2 separate regions of the Bombyx mori genome follow, and region 1 is linked to region 2. A link is a contact called in public Hi-C data. All regions are on one chromosome and are shown on one strand. Each heading gives the region's core, a stretch centred on a gene start, on an enhancer-like site or on the middle of the called end of the contact. The rest is flanking DNA. Distances are from core to core; before and after follow the strand shown. Region 1 overlaps LOC101747227 (cystinosin homolog). Region 2 holds the start of LOC101747227 (cystinosin homolog).

What was found. A called contact is a pair of places that touch in the nucleus more often than the background predicts.
Region 1: a contact with region 2 is called in a Hi-C map of posterior silk gland, with 1.9 times the contacts expected there. The contact joins the enhancer-like site here to the promoter of LOC101747227 in region 2. A contact is called at or near these places in 2 of 7 Hi-C or Micro-C datasets (posterior silk gland and whole pupa).

What each region holds. Positions count from the first base shown.
Region 1 is chr22:4,081,329-4,088,040 of ASM3026992v2, forward strand. The region is part of intron 2 of LOC101747227 (cystinosin homolog); the gene reads left to right. Among protein-coding and RNA genes, the nearest start is that of LOC101747227, 40 kb to the left of the region's middle. Within about 2 kb of position 3,698, at least 4 of the 8 cell types and tissues checked have open chromatin away from gene starts, as enhancers often do.
Region 2 is chr22:4,041,941-4,049,139 of ASM3026992v2, forward strand. It overlaps LOC101747227 (cystinosin homolog), which reads left to right and starts at 2,452. Exons shown (of 10, transcript XM_012695321.4): 1 at 2,452-2,738. It overlaps LOC101735529 (cryptochrome-1), which reads left to right. Exons shown (of 2, transcript XM_038018902.2): 1 at 1-273; 2 at 471-2,052. The coding sequence starts at 187. The coding sequence ends at 1,709.

The DNA.
Region 1 (6,712 bases), core at 2,448-4,947, 41 kb after region 2:
TCAGTAATAGCGTCACCACAATAGTGTATTTTATAATATAGATTATAATATAATGTAGATTATAAGTATAATGTAGATTATCAATATAATATAGATTATAAATATTGTACAATAGAGATTACGCTGCTTAGTTTGAAATGGATCGAGGAATGGTTCAAGTCGATTTAGGTTTTTTTAATTAATTTTTAGTGATTATTGGCCGGTACGTATTTTCACATTTTTTTTTATTTGTATATTTTTAGACTACGTACGATTTCTATTATTGTTGTCTAATGAGATAATTCATGTCCAATAGAACTGTATTAAAAAAATGTGACTTGATGTAGGGGTTTTTAAATTCGGAAGCAATTTTTTTTTTCCTGGGAGAAGTCATTCCGATTATTTGCTGGATTTAGGACACGTTTTTTGTAACATAACATGTTTCTTGTTAACATACGTAGGTGTAAATAAAACAATAAACCGCTTTACCGGTAATGGATTTGCATCAAACTTAGATTATACCGAATCATGATAGTAGATGTTATCTGATACGGAAAATTTTAAATAAATATCGATACAGGAAATAATGTTATTACAATAAAATATAAAAGGTTGACATTTCGAAATAACAGGTTCTGATAGTAATTACTCCAATTACAAGGGTCTGTGATATGAGAGGTGTTAGTATTATGCTCGTGTCGAAAATTCAGGTTTTCGCTTTGCATTTCAATATTTTAATACTTTTCTATCATAGGAATGAGAAAAACTCGTATTATGGTAATAAGTGAAGTGAGCTTAGTGTTCAAGACTGCCTGGATTGTGCTTAAGTAACTTGATTACCTAGCAACGTAAGCTAAAAAGTAAGAGGGGATTACAGTCTATGTAAATTAACGCTTTATCTGCTTTTATAGTTTTTATTAATGGTGCCAGTCAATTGTTTTCTATTCGACCGGCTATCGCCCCGGTTATCTACTGAATAACGGTTGGCAAATCTGACATCCATACCACGTGTTTCAGTTTAGATTATTGTGGCTTATTTTACATTTTAGATATTGAATACTTATGTGGGTAAACGGATAAAAAAACATTACGTTTCCGGTATCTAGATTTTTTAAGTATACCTGTATCTGATGATACAATGAAATCCCGTTGTGTTTCTTAGACTATTTTATACTTGTACAGTAGTTTGTTTAGAGATGTTTGGTTGTGTATTTTATTAAATTAATGAAGTAAAGTTCGATCAACAATAGTTACTATTGATGATCGAAGGAAGTAAAGAAACAAGAAAGTTAGTTAAATTAAATGAAGTAGGTAAAGAAGCGGGGATTTTTCCCTCGTAAAATTTTTAAGAGACAGACTGTTAAAATTACAGATTTTTTAAGAGATTTTATGACCTGGTAACTAAGACCTTTAAGTCATGTCTTATTTTACTTTATATTCTTAATTTTATGAAAAATGATAATATGGAGTGAAATGAAATGAAGATGATTAATTTGAGACATTAATCAACTGGGATGAAATTTAATGAAATGAGATGATATGGGATGAAATATAATCGCAGTAAAATGGTGGTCATTTACTGAGATTTTTTCAGTGGACTTTTTGGAGGAACCCGAGAAGTTACGTCCAGCAGCTTTGTTTCATTTTCCCACATTTGTGCACTTTCACAGATATTAAACAGTTAATAAACCACCGTTATTACACATTTAAACCTGAAGAAACACTAAATAGACAAAATAAAACAAATCACACAACTTTACTCCTCGCGTTCCCGCCAAAAAGTCCTTAAAATTACAGAGTAGTTAGCTTAATATAGATTATACACGACACACAGACAAGGCAAAGACGTTAACATTACCTTTTCTACTTGTGCAATCATTCGATTTGTTATGAATAAGGTGTTTTAAGTTTCATTACAATAACTATTTCCATAACAAATCTATATTTTAACGGCCGTCTGGTGTAGTGGTAAGTGACATGGTCACTACACAAGGGGGTTGCGGGTTCGAATCCCGCCAAGGGAAGATATTTGTATGATAAATATAAAATGTCTTTTTCAGGGTTATGGATGTATATTAAATATGTGTATGTGTATAATAAAAATATTACATTTATTTCCGTTATCTGGTACCTGTAACACAAGTTCTATACGAGCTTACCACGGGACCAGTTAACGTGGCGTGATTGTTAGTAAATATTTATTATTTATTATTTATTTATATATATAAAAATGAATTGCTGTTCGTTAGTCTCGCTAAAACTCGAAAACGGCTGGACCGATTTAGCTAATTTTGGTCTTGAATTATTCGTGGAAGTCCAGAGAAGGTTTAAAAGGTAATTAAATATGAAAATGCTCGGAATTAAATAAAAATAGCAATTTTGTTTTCCCTTTGATGTCCCCCCGTCGGACGGATTCCTTTTGTTTGTTTTAAGTTTATTTTATACAAAAGCTTAGATCTTTTATTTCTCGATTGAGGCACTACGAAGTTTGCCGGGTCAACTAGTTATTCAATAAATTCTACTTACTTAGCTCTTTTCTCGAATCGAGTATTTTGCAGGTTATATATTATTATAATTGGATGTTAATAATAGATTTATCGTAAATAGTTTTATCGAGGCTTTTTATCGAAAATGTCACTTGAATAGCGCGCTCGCACAAAATTACCGTACGAAAGGTAAATTGCTTTTGACATTGCCTTGTGGCTCTTGTGTAGGTTGATCGTTAACATTCCGTTGCCATTTAAAGTACGTTGATTGCATTAAGTACTTAAAATCAGTTCTGGATTCAGAGGTTTTCGGTAATCACTTTTGCGGCTTGATAAACAATAGTAGATAAACATTAGTAAAAATCATTTTACAATGTTTTATAGATTTTTAACATCAAATGCATAATTATCGATTAATATATTAATTATTTATCATTAAATTCAAAATGGTTTCTAAGGTAGTTGGATAAATTTGATTATTAGAGTTGATGTGCTACGCGATTTCATTCTTAGAAAGAATGTAAACGCGTCACATTTTTTCAGGATAAATAGTTTGGTGTGACGGCTAGCGTGGTATGGACATGTGATGCGCAGAGAAAAGATGCATGTGACAAGGAGATGTATGGAAATGGTAGTGCAAGGTAGAGGCGGAAGAGGTCGACCGAAGAAGACATGGATGGGGTGTGAATGACGATATGGGAGACAGAGGAATGAGTGTTGAGATGACGGCTGATAGAAGATAATGGCAGACAAAAAAATGCTGTGCTGACCCCGCCTAGTGGGATAAGGTTGAAAAAAAGAAGAGAAGAGTTTGGTGTGACTCTCTTGTTCATACACTACATGTCAATTTGTAGATTCGTTATATAGTATAGCGTAGACTATGTATACTGTGACAACGATCGAATTCGTATTAAGGTGATTTTTGCAAACAGCACATCCGATCTCGTGCGTTTGACTTAAAATTTATTTACATTGGCATAGATACGGGCGGCACTGGCGAAGTCCAAGACATGTTAGTCACTATTAAAGTAAAAAAGCTCAATCGGTTTGATGACAATTTTTTATTTGTTTAAAGTAACTGTAAAGGCAGGTATTCCATAAAGGGGTAATGATAAAGAAGTAAGGTGTAAGGCATAACTTAACAACATGGTTTCAGAGAAGATGACTTCCTTGGCTTTAAGTGAATAAGAATCTTACATCTCTGTCTCCCGATTCACATCTAAAAGATAAGATAAAACAGGTTCTAATAAGCAAAACAACACCGTCAATGACTATCGTAGATGTAAATTGAAGTGGTGTTACGGAATTTAAAGTTCACTTACATACGTATATAATGTACATATGAAGATTTTAAGACCGGATTTTCCTTGATGTAACAAAAACTCAACCACTTTAGTTTATTAGTACTGGCACATGCTAAAGATTATGACCAGTTGCAATGTATTCTCAATAAAAACTGTGCTATACTTTGTTCTGTACATGAGAAAGCATTTATCGCTTATTCGAAACCCGATACTTTTAAACTGAATCGGATGCCGCTAAAAGAAATCGTGTTTCGTGAAGTATTCGAGCTAGGTATTACCGAATTTCCAGTGAAAAGAAAAAGTAACGCGAAACCAATCATTGACTGTTGTAAACATCCTAATTGCATCCCTGTCAATGACCTCGTGCCTCGGATCTCAGTGGCGCGACGTGTAATGACAGATGGCTTTTTGCATTGAACGCTCGGACACGACTGGTTTCTAAACTGGCTTTGTTTAATTGTATATAATGCCTAGTCCACACTTTTCCCTGGCATACAAGTACAAATAAAATTTTTATTTTGATATATGATTGTCTCTTTCGGGAATAAACCAATGTAATATATAAAGTGTGCACAAAAAACTTATATCACTTTGTAAAAACGATGGTTTGTATTCATTTATAACCTTATGTATTTATATACACATTAGCGGACTTAATGTCTAAGGCATTTTCTAACAGTCAGAAAGGTATTGTAAAGAAAGTTATGGTAGATGCATTGGTATATAAATTGAATACGCACACACAACCTATTCTCTGCCAACAAGCTCCGTTGTTTTTGAGAAGTGTGGCAGTATTGGCATAGAAGGCAAGATTGGGTTTATTATGGGTATTTATTATTCTTTCCTGTCAAAAATTCTTAGATAGAAACCAACGAATAAATAATAAGATAGAAACGAACAATATTTTTGTTATAGTGTGACTTAGCATAATCGCCCCTGTCATTTTTGATAGTACTGTTGGAACTGATGCAAACATTTTGCGTTGATAAAATCCAAACGCAAACCCAAAAATGAGATGTCGCAAAAAGTACGTCCGGCATTTGGGAAATATGTTTTTGCATCCTAACATCTACTGGAGTGTGAACAAGTCGTAATAAATCATTGAAGTGCAGCATGTTACTGGGTCTTTTCAAGGTTTGTTCCGTATTGTGGTATTCGTTCTGGATTCTACTACAAACTGTGTTGGTTCAGCTAGTTTATCCGGTGAAACTTGGTTTAGTTTCATTTGAAATCGGGCTTACGGATGCCACAGTCTTCATCAAACTAGATTTATGAAAAAAAAAATCGTTTTGATGGGTAATTGTTAGTGCGACCCTTACTGCTTTTTCTGTAGTAGAAGTACTTTCATCCTAATTTTCAATTCGCCTCGATAATTCCTGTTAAGAATTTCAATGCTCATTGTTTTAGATTGTCAAACTGTCTCATGGTCCACTTGTTATTTAGCGGATAGTATGTCGCTGTCTATTTTTGCTGCGATACATTCTCGTCAATCGAATCCTACCTTAGGTTGGATTTTTTGACAGCAAATGGGCCGGAAAAATATTTCATCAACTATGTAAAAACCTAAACTTGAGAGAATTAGCCAAGATAATGTGTATATTTTGTGTGACTTTTATTTCCTTTGATGGCAGACTGGCGACTGGTTTCCATCGCCCACGTACAAATGCTTACCACAAAACGTGTATTTAACCCCATTGACCTTGCTGTAGGTTTTGGCTGTAAGTTTCCTTATGAAGCAGTATTAATAAGTAAAATCCTTTTACTTTTGGTTTGTTTTCCTTAGCGGCTTAAAATAAAATTTATTTCTATTGTAAGATTCTCTAATGGATAAGGAGTAAATTAGTCCTAAGTTCGAGTACATTTGAACGCCTCAATTTATCCGTAATCTAAAACGCGTCTTAGAAGAGAATGAAGGTTCCGTCAAATTTTCAGCAGTTTACTGCGTTGGTACATAATATATTATGAGCAGAGTCCCTGATATGGGAACTTACTGCATGTTCGATAATAAAAACCGTCGTGCAACGTGCGCCCTCGCAGTTTCCATGGTTGGTCGGTGACGCCCGAAGAAAGACATAAACAAAACAACCGATCCTAGATATTGATTCTTTGAATTTTTTTTCCTACCTAAGCTGATAGCCTTGAGAGGCTATTTCAGCGTAACCTTAGCTAGTAGGTGAGCTTACGGGGCTCAAACCGGAGTGATGCTAACACCGACCCTAGTAAGAGCAGTGCTTCGCAGAATCTACCACCGGATGGGAAACGCGACCCACTGAGAAGATCCGGCGAGAAACTCAGTGGGCTGTGTCTATGGGTTAATCTTTGAGTACTGTAGTAGATTGAGTATAACGAAAGTAATTATTTGGATAGTAACGTATCTATTTGAAAATTATCGTAACAAAAGCCGTGACTGTTTTTCGATTGAAATCATTAATTAAATACAATCAGAATCGATTGGCTAGGTTTATTGTATCGCATGATTATCTGGATTAATTTCTCGTTGTAATTATGTGAAATCATGTTTCACGCTGAGTAAAGTACATTTATATCGAGTCGTTTTCCAAATGAGTTTAGGTAGTGACCGCAAAATTAGCGTCAGCTAAGTACCTATGTACTAAGTAGTAATTTATTTTCTAGGGACAGTCCCTTATTGAGCTCTGAAATACATTTTGCTTTCCGTTCAATTACAGTTAACAAATTTCAGTTAAATATTATTTTAGATATATATTATTTTTTAAATTTTATCTTTAATTATCCATCATCAGTTTACGTGAATCAAACGTGAACAGAGGTTACATACGATATTTATATTTTTTTTATCTCGTTTTATTTTAAGAATTGCACTACCATTGCGATAAGACTAGTCCTTATGGCTAATGAGTTTGAGTGTCAAGATCGCATATCTCTCATGAAAGGATTTAAATGGCATTGTGGGATTTAAGCATT
Region 2 (7,199 bases), core at 1,202-3,701:
AAAATTCCATTTAAACCCTTCATGTAAACAGAATACTCATATTACGTAACTACGTAATTACCTACATCATTATTTATAGTACACACTACACACTACACAGCAAGATCTGAAATAGTTACCTACAAAACAAGAACCTTTCATTTGTTTCTGCAAAATTAATAATACTTCACTCTTTAAAAGAGTAAAATGTCCAAAACCCCAACGGTTATTCATTGGTTTCGCTTAGATTTACGTATTCATGATAACCTTGCCCTTCGCAATGCTATAAATGAAGTAAGTTAATTTCAGTTTCAAATATTATATTTTCCTTCATGATGGTCTTATTCTTTAAGCAATATTTCATGAAGTACTAACGTTTAAATAAGTAGAAATTTACTTCAATTTTTCCAATTTCGCGTTATTGTAGTACTGAACTACTGACAGTACGTTAAGTAGAACATCAGTAATAAATATTTATTTTCAACTTTCAGGCAGAAAACAGAAAACATTTGCTCAGACCAATTTATTTTTTAGATCCAAACATTAAAGATAAAGTAGGCATAAATAGATTGCGGTTTTTGTTACAAAGCTTAGAAGATTTAGATAACAATTTAAAGAAATTAAACACTTGTCTGTATGTTTTGAGAGGAAAAGCTGTGGATCTATTGCCTAAGTTATTTGATGACTGGCAAGTAAAATATTTAACATGTCAAGTGGATATAGATCCTGAGTTTGTACAGCAGGATGAATACATTGAAGACATTGCTGAGAAGAAAGGTGTATTCATTAACAAGAGAGTACAGCATACAGTTTATGATGTACATAAAGTTTTGAGAGAGAACAATGGAGCTGTACCACTCACGTATCAAAAGTTTCTTTCATTAGTAAAGAGCATTAATGTAAAGGAACCAATAGAAATATCTAATGTCTTATCAAGCCACTGCAAGCCAATTGATATACAATCCGAAAACTATAGTATACCCAATTTGAAGGAATTACAAATTGATGAAGAAACATTAGCACCTGTGAAATATCATGGTGGTGAAACAGAAGCTCTTAAACGTTTGAATTTATACATGTCTAAAAAAGAATGGGTTTGTAAATTTGAAAAACCAAATTCATCTCCAAATAGTATTGAACCAAGCACAACAGTACTCAGTCCATATATTAGTCATGGTTGCTTATCAGCAAAACTATTTTATTATAAACTCAAAGAGGTGGAAAATGGTAGACAACACACCTTGCCACCAGTATCTCTGATGGGACAATTAATGTGGCGAGAATTTTATTATACAGCAGGAACTGGTGTAGCCAATTTTGACAAAATGGTTGGTAATGCTATTTGCATTCAAATACCTTGGACAAAAAATGACGCCTTCTTAAAAGCCTGGGCAGAAGGTAAAACTGGTTACCCATTTGTTGATGCAATCATGAGGCAACTGAAACAAGAAGGTTGGATCCATCATTTAGCTAGACACATGGTGGCTTGCTTCTTAACCCGAGGTGATCTCTGGATATCATGGGAAGAAGGAGCTAAAATATTTGAAGATTATCTACTTGATTATGACTGGTCATTGAATGCTGGTAATTGGATGTGGTTGTCAGCTTCTGCATTCTTTTACAAATATTTCAGAGTTTATAGTCCAGTGGCATTTGGTCAGAAAACTGATAAAGAGGGAGTTTACATTAAGAAGTATGTACCTGAATTAAAGAAGTATCCACGAGAATGAAGAAATATAACCATAAAAATATGAACCATGGAAAGCACCTCAGTCAATTCAAAGAAATGCAGGATGTATTATAGGAGAACACTATCCTAAACGAATAGTCAACCATGATACAATACATAAAGAGAATATACAGAAAATGGCAACTGCATATAAACTGAATAGGGAAAAGAAAGCAGTAAAGAGACCAAGATCTTAATTTAGTATGATCTGATTGTTTAATAAGGAATAAGATCTTAATTTTGTTAAGTAATAAATAAATATACATTAAGGTAATTTGAAATGAAAATAATACAGAAGGTAATATAATTACGATTTAACTACCTCAATAAACAGTAATTCTCAACAGTTTTATTAATTCCTGAAACAGTTGAATGTGTTCTGATATGAAATGTTTAGAAAATTATTACATATTATCTTTGGCGATAGGTAGAAGCTTGGAAGTGTTTCTGGTATAGCTTATGTCTATGAGTGTCGGTAATTACTCTCCAAGTTGGGCTGCATTTGTTTTTATTTTGTTAGTTTGATTCTTCTATGTATTTGACAGGTGGGAACATACACTATATATTTTATATATGGAAAATTGTCTGGGGTTGAATACATTTCGCAGACCGACCGTAACACCATCTATTTTATTTCTAGTGTCTACATCAAGTACAACATTAAGAAGGCGCGTTTAAAGCATGTATAAATAAATATTGAAGAAATTAAATGGAAAAACCCTTATGGAATTTGACTCTTAAACCTCAACTGTCAAACATTTACTGTCAAGTGTCAATGTCACATTAAAAATAATTGACATGCGTAAACGATATTAGTTTAAATTAATGGAAATAAATATATAATCGAATGAAATAAAACAAAACAAACATAAAAAATGTCGTACAAATCAAATTGTGTATTACAATTATAGAATGTGAGAAAAATATGAGTTCATGATAATGAGAAATAAACTTCAAAGTGCACCAGCATGATATATTGTCATGGCTAGGCCATGAACGGTGTCTCCTATTTCGCAACATTTCCATCAAGGTAATAAATTAAACAGTTTGAAAAATATTATATTACAATTTCATTCTTCTCACTTATATCTTGCTATTTAGAAAGTAGTACAGTTGAAGTCGTCGAGGCCTAAAGAATAAGACGTCTGGAGCATTCGTATCCTAGCGATGCACCGGTGTTCGAATACCGCTGGCGGGTATCAATTTTTCTAATGAAATACGTACTTAACAATTGTTCACGATTGATTTCCACGGTGAAGGAATAACGTCGTGTAATAAAAATGAAACCTGCTAATTTATAATTTGCGTAACTACTGGTGGTAAGACTTTGTGCGTCCACACGGGTAGGTACCACCGCCCTGCCTATTTCTGCCGTGAAGCAGTAATGCGTATCGGTTTGAAGGGTGGGGCAGCCGTTGTAACTATACTGCATTAACATTGTATATGTCTATGGGCTCCAGTAGCCACTTAATACCAGGTGGGCTGTGAGCTTGTACACACACATCTCAGCAATCCAAAAACAACAAACAGTTAAGTAGGCTTCTCCTCTGCCAAGTAGGCAGTTCAAGTCAAAAAGAGAACTAAAATCACTAATTTAATATAAAACAAGACCTATGTAAAACAATATTAATTTGTGGTATCAGCCTATACCATCACCATAATTCTTTCCACCATCATCACCTCTTCCAGGTGCAAATAATGGGTAGCAGCATTTAGTTGTCATGTTTTGTGAGTATCCATGTAATGTAGGTAATGTAGTGGGTAATGCTGTTCTGTCTAATTCTGCTGCAATACGACTACATGAATGTTCAATGAGAATTAAATTGAATTAGTGTAATAGTTTTTAGTTGTAAATAGTTACTACTACAGAAGTACTTAACACACAACAAAACTACTGAATGAAAGTAAAGTATTTTAAAATTTCATATTGACAGTTTTTTGGTTGTTTGTACCATTTGAATTCGGCATAGACATCTTTCTAATGACATCTTGTGAGTTGTTAGGTTTCTGTGGTTACCAATGGAAAGTAAGTAGCTTACCATATATTGTGACACTATCTATTGAAAATTCTACCTCATGTTTCAATGTATAACTGAGCATAGTATGTGTAGATCTTTTAATTCACAAATACATAAATCACTAATTTTTTCAATCAATTTGAATAAATAAAATATCCCCTATTTTCGAATTGACAGTTTTAGGTTACACAAATTATTAGCTTAAAAACATCTTTTACTTCAGACTGGTTAACATCAGCCTTAAATCATCTAATGTCCAGCAATTTTTTATTATTATTGCTTGTGCGGGCCTACGGTCCACCTGACGGTAAGTGGTTACCATCGCTCATGGACGTCAACAATGCCAGGGACAGAGCCAAGCTGCTGCTTACTGCTAAGTAAGTAAGTAAGTAAGTTATACAGTTATTATTACAACATGAATCTCACAACCCAGCTAGAGACATGAAATTGTATTTCTGTCATACCATTGAAACAGCAAGGAATGATTGTTTCATAGCAAAAATAGATTTGATGTAGCTATCGAACTTGTGAGATTACTCTGTGAGGTAACAATATGGGCACTAACACCAGTAATTAGGCAAATTTGGTAAATTGTGTAGGATTATAGGAAAACTTAAAAATATTGGATAAGGCATTGAATCTTGTGGAATGCAACATGTTATGCAGCCTTAGTATCTCGTCATGGTCCCCACACTCCACTGTACATATCTTACTGACAAGAAGAGTGGATAATTGTAGCACGGTTTTAATCAAATAATTAGATTAAAACATTTTGTCAATTAATAATTTGAATCAAAGTTTCGGAAGAGAGAGAATTCAAGTGAGGCAGGAGGATAAAAAAGGACGTGCTTGGAGAGTAGAACTCCCCCTCGGAATCCTGATGCAACGGTTGTTGGAACAAGACCACTAAAATTCTTAAAGGGTGACCTATCTGAAACCCTGCTAGATAGCGCGTCCAAATTGTACCGTCGCGAAGTTTCTCTAAGATAAAATTAGCAGGTGTCGGTGTATTTTTCCGTTACGCGGTTGTTTTTTAGAAAGATGCACGTAGTGAACGTCGTATTCTGCGCCATTTCATAAATAGGAATTCCGAGGGCACGCGAACCACTTAGATGACCAGGATTCTAGTGAGATCTCCATCTGGATTCTAGTGAGATCTCTATCTCGTTTACCGTCTATACGCCGAAGGATTAGGGCCGAGAGAAAAGAGCACTGTCCTGCCATGCTACGCTCTGTTGGCTTAGCTTTGACTTGGTGTTGCTACTTGCCGAAGCAAGTGAGCTCGGCCAGCACCTGAACCAGTCGGAAGGTCAGGATTGGGTTAAGCGCCTCAACGATCCGTAGGCGGGTCGAAGCACCAGACTGAATCTAATTGTATAGCAAAAAATATTTTTAATTTCCACTTAATTTTTGTAATTGATAAAAGTGACCATCAAAAATTGGATATTTAAAATGATGCAATTTATTTGACCACTACAATAATCCAACCACAACAATAATAAAATAATAATCAATGGATAATTATTTCAAGATGTTAGGTCAGGAACATGTGAAATGTTTATCAATAGAAGTTATATTCGTTATCAATTTGCTATATTTACCACCAATAAACACAGTTGTTACGAAATAGGCTATTCATTTTGTGTAGTCGAATCTTGTTATTGTCATTACTATGAGGTTTTATGCCCAATAAATAAAGTATTTATTTTGTTATACGAAAAAATAGGTTGATGATCGTCATGCCCATTTTAAATATATTTTTTTAACTTTTTTTTTTTTATTATATATTTTTATTGCCCAATGCGAACGAGCCCACAGAGCTTATTTAGTATTAAATATTATTATTATTAATTAAACCGGAGTCCCCAGAAATCACAAGATGAACCGCGGCATTCACGTTCTACCATGAGAATTGGATCAAAGCTCCAATTGTTTTTTAAAACGGAATGTATGACGGGTTGGCGCCTAAAACAGGCAGGATATTGATGCGGACTTACAATACGTCCTATCACCAGTAAGCGCCGATAGAAACAGCGATCGTCGTATTTATATAAGTTTAAGTGTGCTTGTTAAGTGCATAGACGAGAGCTCACGGCTCGCCTGGTCCTTAGTGGTTACAGGAACCCATAGACATTAGAAACGTACTCGTAAATGCCGTCAACCATCTTGAGACATGAGTTCTAATGCGGAGTTTACATTACGAAATTAGTGTCATGCATGTTGAACTCAGTTTCACGAAAGTAGTTTCGATTTATGCGAAAGTAATTACGTTAAAAAATTAGTGTCGCGAAATCCACAGTATCGCAGTAACCATGGCGCCTTCAACATCAAAGCTATAATTTGCTATATTCAATGTAGCTAAAGAAATGCTTATATACATATAAACTTAAAAAAAGACTATCAAGAAAAAAAAAGTTGGTAGATTCGAGGATAGGAAGGTAAGTTGGTAGGTTCTGTCTCATGCGAGGTTCGGACGCGGGTTGTTGAGCGACAGGAGGTTTTAGTCAGTTCGACTCCGACATGCCTCGCCCTTCATCCCCAGGGGAGGGCGGAAGTCCGGCGATTTCCTCCTGACCAAAAAAAAAAAAGATTCGAGGATGGTCAACAAGAAGGCATTTAGGCGCAATGAAGTTAGTCTCTGAATTAGCAGATAAAGATCCTGAGAGTTATAAAAACTATTTTCGAACGAGTGAAGATAATTTTGATTTTTTACTGTAGGTGTTTCGCGACCCTTGTCATTGATATTCATTAATAAGATCTATATTTTTTTCTGTACTCCATCGTTGGTTTGCCATTTTCAACGCTTGAAGCGCGTCCGAACTAACAATACACACGTCCGCACAGCGCAGGCCCTTTCGCGACATTAGTTTCACGTCGCGTCTACACTATGAAATTAGTTGCATGACACTAATTTCACCAAAAAATCGCGCAGGGCACGAAACTAATTTGCATGCATGAAATTAATGCATGCATTACGAAAGTATTAAATTACACGTGAAACTCTTGGTAAAACTAATGTCACGAAATTAATTTCACGCCACTAATTTCGTAATGTAAATTCGGCTTAAGTGTCAGTTTTATAGTACAATGGCTGATCACCCTGCGAACCGAAACATATTATTGCTTCACGGCAGAAATATGCAGGGTGGTGGTGGTACTTACTCGCGCGCGCTCACAACCACCAGTTTCGTGATGTCGTTGTTTTATAGCGTAATTATACTGGTATTCAATGTTTTTAATCTTTTGAACGCGATGTGCGCTTTGAAAAATGCCGGGCTTATCCCTAAAACCTGATTATTCTGTCAATTTATTTAATACAAAAAGATCTCATTGAATAACATAACTGATAAGGAGATGATAAGCAGTAAATATTATTGAATTGTAAAGTACAGTTATTCAGATGCATTCAGAAGTCGATTAACTTGAATGTAAATATTTTGCTTATTAATTGTTATTGTGCTGGTGATAAACAT